Regions from separate parts of the Rattus norvegicus genome. Here region 2 is linked to region 1. Evidence: chromatin contacts called from public Hi-C data. All regions are on one chromosome and are shown on one strand. Each heading gives the region's core, a stretch centred on a gene start, on an enhancer-like site or on the middle of the called end of the contact. The rest is flanking DNA. Distances are from core to core; before and after follow the strand shown. Region 1 overlaps Rhobtb1 (Rho-related BTB domain containing 1). Region 2 holds the start of Rhobtb1 (Rho-related BTB domain containing 1).

What was found. Hi-C and Micro-C count contacts between places; a contact is called where the count stands out from the background.
Region 2: a contact with region 1 is called in a Hi-C map of hepatocytes, with 2.3 times the contacts expected there. The contact joins the promoter of Rhobtb1 here to the enhancer-like site in region 1. A contact is called at or near these places in 3 of 12 Hi-C or Micro-C datasets (hepatocytes, kidney and liver).

Annotation. Positions count from the first base shown.
Region 1 is chr20:19,328,276-19,330,975 of GRCr8, forward strand. Rhobtb1 (Rho-related BTB domain containing 1) reads right to left here. Exons shown (of 11, transcript NM_001107622.2): 10 at 688-793; 11 at 1-210. The coding sequence ends at 41. Among named protein-coding and RNA genes, the nearest start is that of Cdk1, 64 kb to the left of the region's middle. Within about 2 kb of position 1,331, at least 5 of the 93 cell types and tissues checked have an H3K27ac peak or open chromatin away from gene starts, as enhancers often do. A contact at or near this core is called in hepatocytes and liver, where this site is marked.
Region 2 is chr20:19,400,616-19,403,315 of GRCr8, forward strand. Rhobtb1 (Rho-related BTB domain containing 1) reads right to left here and starts at 1,442. Exons shown (of 11, transcript NM_001107622.2): 1 at 701-1,442.

The sequences.
Region 1 (2,700 bases), core at 81-2,580:
GAGGTGGCCTCAGCGGATGACGGTCCCCTCTCCCTCCTCCTCAGGCCACGGCTGGGGACGGATGCCAGAAACACCACTTTCTCCTCGAATGGTGCTTGTTCAGCGCCAGGTCCTCTTTCTCTCGTTCCCTCTTCACACGCTGGTAGTGGTCTTCCTCCTTAAGGTACCACACAGGGGGCCAGCGGTGGCGTTCAAAGTACTCCTGGTTGTCTGGACGGAGGGAGGGGCGAAATACTGTCTGTGATTCCTGCTGACCAAAGACTGTCCGGGATGCTAAGTCCTGCTTTACGCTACTCATAAACCTCCCAACATGGCTGACAAGGCTCACCACAGATGCTGACACTGAAGTCTAACATGGAGGATCTATACTGGGCACGCAGACCCCAAACCACTTGATTTTCTCCAGAGTTGGAGCTTGACCCTGGCTATGCACCCCTAAATAAGGGGGGGGGCTCATTTTGGCATGCTCTGAGGCAGGGTACCCTTGATTCCACTCCCCTCTTCTGTAAGACATCTTGCAAAGAGATCCCCCAACCACAAATTCTCTGGGTCCGTCACTTGAATATGTGACTACCGCACACTCAAAGGGAACTGACCATGCAGTGTCCACCGAGTCTGGTCCCTCCCAAGGGTTTATTTAGAAAGGGCAAGGGATGAGTGGCAGGGAGCTTGCACACACACTCTTACCTGCTGACTTGGATTTGATTTCCTTGCGGAACTTGGAACAGACGCTGTTGTAGTTGGTGCAGATGTGATGTAAACACCAGGCGGCTAGCTGGTTGGCATTGTGAAACTGCAGGAAGGGGACCAGATTGGGGTCAGTCTCTGTTTGCTGAAGCAAGGCAATGGGCCAGTGGTATGGCTTAGCAGGTCAAGGCGCTTGCTGCCAAACCTGATAACTGAGTTTGATCTCTAGGACCCTGTATTGGAAGAAGAGGCCTGACCCCTGCAATTCGGCTGACTCCCAAAGGCAAGGTATGGCATGCGCGCATGCGCGCGCACGCACACACATGCACGCAGGGACGCACGCACGCATGCGCATGGGCAATAAATGTTACAAAAACTAAGTCAAAGAAACTAGGAGCATTATGAGTGCGGAAGAGAGAGTGGAGGGAGATACAGGTCTGTAATACAGGAAAACTCGTTTGGACCTCAGGGTTTTGACTTGGACTATGGCTCTGATGTCAGCCATATACAGTGTTCATGTACCCTCCCCTTGCTCCCTCCTGAGATAGACGGTCCCCAAAACAAACTCCATATCGCACTGAAGACTTTCGAGTATGCCGGGCTCTCCTGCCCTGCCTGCCCCCTTGGCCCTCTGGCGATAGGTGAACAAGCATGCCCTCTGGAAGGTACCAGCCGGCAGCAGATGGAAACGATGTCATCTCTGTTTACAGAGCCTTAGCAATGGAATCCTCCGTGTCACATGTCAGAGCTCAGCTTGCTGGGGCCAAAGATGGAAAGAGGAGAAGGCAGCGTGCAGTGGCCGTCCTGTACCTGCCCTCTGCTTGTGTAAGGACGGCCATCTGGGTAAGGTGGGGGAATCTGAATGCTCCCCAGCTTTCCTGAGCCTGGGGAGGTGACAGCTGATGTCCCCAAACCAGACTGTCCATTCCCCCCATATCTTCTCAGATCTGGCAGGATACCCTTGCCCCTTTCATGCATCCTGTATGTTTCTTGGGCTAATCAGGAACTTGGGAAAGACAGCATGGTTCTTCTGAGGCTTGGCTAGTCACCCTGTGAAAGCCACTCCAGGGAGAAAGAACCTACAAACCCAATCTTGAAGATGGTTGGAGGCTGGTCCTTCCAGCTTCTCTGTGTGTTCAGTTTGACTCGAGTTTAGGATTGGGGCAGTGGGGTACTGGGTGGGGATCTGCGATAGCTCAGGGAACGGGCTGCATGACTTGCTTCCTTGATTTGAGCTCCATGACAGTCTTTGGCGGCCAAACGGGCCACAGGGAGTCAGCAACTGCAGCAATAGACCAGGGTTTCCACTAACTGAAATCCTCTCTGGGTTAGGGGCTAAAGGATAGGCTAAGACAAAGACACCATGCTTACTTCCTGTCTGGGTTTGTCCGGGCTTAGTAGTCACACTACAGCCTGGCACGGGTGGGAAGGCAGGTGGGGAGGGGCCAGGAGGGAAGGTGGCAGAAGGTCACATCTTTACTCCCAGTTGAACGGTCCAGTAGGGCATTCTGGGCCTATTCAATTTCTTCTATGAAGCGTACTTATGGAGAGAAACCAGTCCTAAACTGGGGGTGGGGGTGGGGTGTCCCAAGACCTTCAACTTCTAATTTTCGACGGCTAGTTCCGATGAAGCCTTGGGGGTTTCTACTGCAATGCATTATCGGCCCTCATTGAATGGGTTTTTAGGTCGGGCTTTCGGAATCTGTGTTTATGTCTGTTTCTCTCACGCGCCTTTGAATGCTGGGAATCTGCTGCTTGGAGATAGTTGAGGGACTTGGGATCATGCAACAAGTACTTGTCAAGTGTCAAGCCAGAGGGACTTGGCTGGTCCAAGTCCCAGCCTACCTTCTCCCCATGAATGGAGCGATTACCTTTGACCACACTTGGCTGGACTGAGCAACACCTGCTATAGTTCGGGCCACCTCCTCCTCTGTGATTGGGAAATGTCCATTTAAACACCCTGACCTAAGACTTAGCACTGAGAAAAGGAAGCCAAACTCCACAGGCAGAAAA
Region 2 (2,700 bases), core at 192-2,691, 72 kb after region 1:
GGGATGGGAACCCCACGGCCAACAGTGGGATCAAATGTTGTATTTTTCTTTTACACAATCCTGCCTTCCTTCTGCTTTTTTTGGGGGGTGGGTGGGTGTGAGTGTGGGTCTCTTCTGCATATGTCCCCCTACCACCTGGGCTATGAACCTAGTAACCTGAAGCTGAAAACATAAGTTCAGGTGTGTGCAAACCCCTCACAGGTAGCGTGTACTGTTGGCACAGCAACTCACAACAGACTCCCTAGACACAGGGCTTGGGGGGGAAGGGAGGGGAGGGCAAGGGGCGTCATCGTGGACCCAAAGGCACTGCTTGGGGCAGGGTAAGCACCCAAGGGATCAGAACACCCCCGCTTCTCGCGTCCCGAATTCCCCACCAGAGTCCTTCGAGGAAAAGGCGCCTTTCCCGGGGGCGCGGCAGCACCCGCCCTGGTGCAGCCGGCCTGCTAAGGTGCCTGTTGTACGTGTTCTCAGCCGCTACAAGTTAGGGGTGCGGCTGGGGCGGGTGCTCCTCCACATCTCTTTGGCTCACTCCTCCGTGAGGGGACTGTCCCCCGCATCCCTTCAGCTCACTCCCGCAAACGTCGGCTGGGGTAGGGGGAGCCCCTGGGCCAGGGTCCCCACCTGCCACCCTCGGGGCGACCGGGAGCTGGTGGAGCGCTCCGCTGTTCACTGGGGCTCTCTGCAAGACACAGCCACCTACCCTGCAGCCGAGCGAGACCCGGCTCCCTCCGCCGCTCAGCAGCGGCCCCCGCCGCGCGCGCTCGCGGGGACGCCGGGACCCTGCGCACCGCGCGCCACCCGCCCGGCGTGGCACAAAGGCAGCATGGCCCAGCCGCGCCCGGCCGCGTCCGCGTCCCGGCGCAGGCCACGGGACTCGTCCCCAGGTCGCTATTGCCGCCAGCCCTGCCCTCCTCCCGCCCCCTTCCCCCGCCAGGCGGGGCACCGGGCGGAACCCTGCGCCCCAGCACGGAGCAAGCAACGCGGTGGCGGCCTCCGATCGCTCCCTCTCTCTCCACCGTGACGTGAGCAGCCTTGGCGGCTATTTATAACCACACGATTGGATTTCATTCATGAAACCAGGGCCTTGTGTGTCTGAACTGTGGGACGCGAGGTGGCGAAGGTGCCGCGGCTGCACGCACACCGGAGGGGCCTGGGCTCCAGGGCGCTTGGTTGGGACCAGCGTGTGTCCCGCATCCTGGGGATCCGGCCTTGGGCCAAGCGGAGAACAGAGCAGGGCAGGGTGTGTGCGAGCTGTCCCGCGCCCCCTCCCCGCAGCATCCCACCCACTCCCGAACATCCGCTGGCCCTCAATCCTGGGCTCAGGAAAAGTAAGTTGGGCCACTAACCGGCTGGGCAGCATAGCTTTCTTCCCCCTAGGAACTGACCGGTCGCGGACTCCGAGGGAGGACATTGGCTTTTGTTTCAAAACCGAGCCCAGCTGCTGACTAAGCGCTGCGCTGGCCCAGCCTCCTCCCCTGGGCGCTGCACGTGCGGGCTAGCTCTCCCCCTCCTGGTCACCTTCCCCTGCACTGGGCTCGAGGGGTCCCGGCAGGGGGCGGGTGGGGGGACGCCCTACTGCCCCCGATTCTCCCCACCCCCCTTCCACCCCGAAATCAGCCGTTTCAGAGAGGCTGGGGGTGAGAAGAGCTGAAACCGATTTTGGCCTCTCCCAGGTCGGCAGGAAATCTTGGAAAGGAAAACCAACTAGCTCTTCTCGGGGACATTGTGGACTTTCAAGGCCATTGTCAGTTCTGGGGGCAGAGTCATGGCTACTCTTCACGGATCTGCATAAGAACTGCCTAGGTGCCTAAGGGTGTCTGGCTCTGGCATCTCGGCGAAGCTTAAGGAGGTGACAGGGGACGCAACTAACTTGGCTCCTGTCCGCAGGGAACTTTCAGTCCGCCTTCTCAACTGCCTGTTAGACTCAGCGGTGTAATCCGCTCACTCTAGTCCTGCAACAGCTGGCGGATTAGGGTGTGAATGCCTTCAGCTAGGGACGTGTTACGTTTATAAACTCTTCTAAAGGCTGAGCACCAAGCACACAAAAATGGCCACGCTGTATCCTTGGTCACCATCAGTTCTGAAACCCCAGCAGGATCTCGAAAGGGTGGGAAAGGTAGCCATATTTTACTGTGAAGATGGTTTCTTTGGGTAATCCTTCAAGCCTCCCCTAAAGAGAGAATAGCAAACAAACCCTCTTACAGTAACGCCTCGGTTCCTCCTTTTCAGAAAACCACATTTGGTTTTCTTAGATGGATTTCTCTTCCTCCCTAGAATCCCTGAATGATTTTTAGTCCCTTCGGTAATGTCCTGCCCTTCCCCTAGATCCAAGGTCTCCTGTAGTCAAGGCCGATCTCAAACTCGCAATGTTGCCAAGGCTGGCCTTGAACTCCTAAAGCCTCGGCCTTGCAGGTTTATACCGCCAACAGACTAAGCAAATGAAATGTTTTTATAAGAAAATGTGCGGGCAGCCTGCGGTGATTTAGGCAATCCTTAATGTACTGTTGTTGTTGGAATCGGAATCATCAAGGCCATAACCTTTTGATACTAGCATGAGGAGGAAGCAAGAAGTCAGATTCCGCGGTCTGAGGAGTTTAAGGTGGATCCGTGACTGTAAGTGGTCATTTGCTTGGTTGGCAAGGGGCAAACTGTTTTAAAAGGACACCATGTTGAAAGAATCAATAGACATTCTTTTCAGGA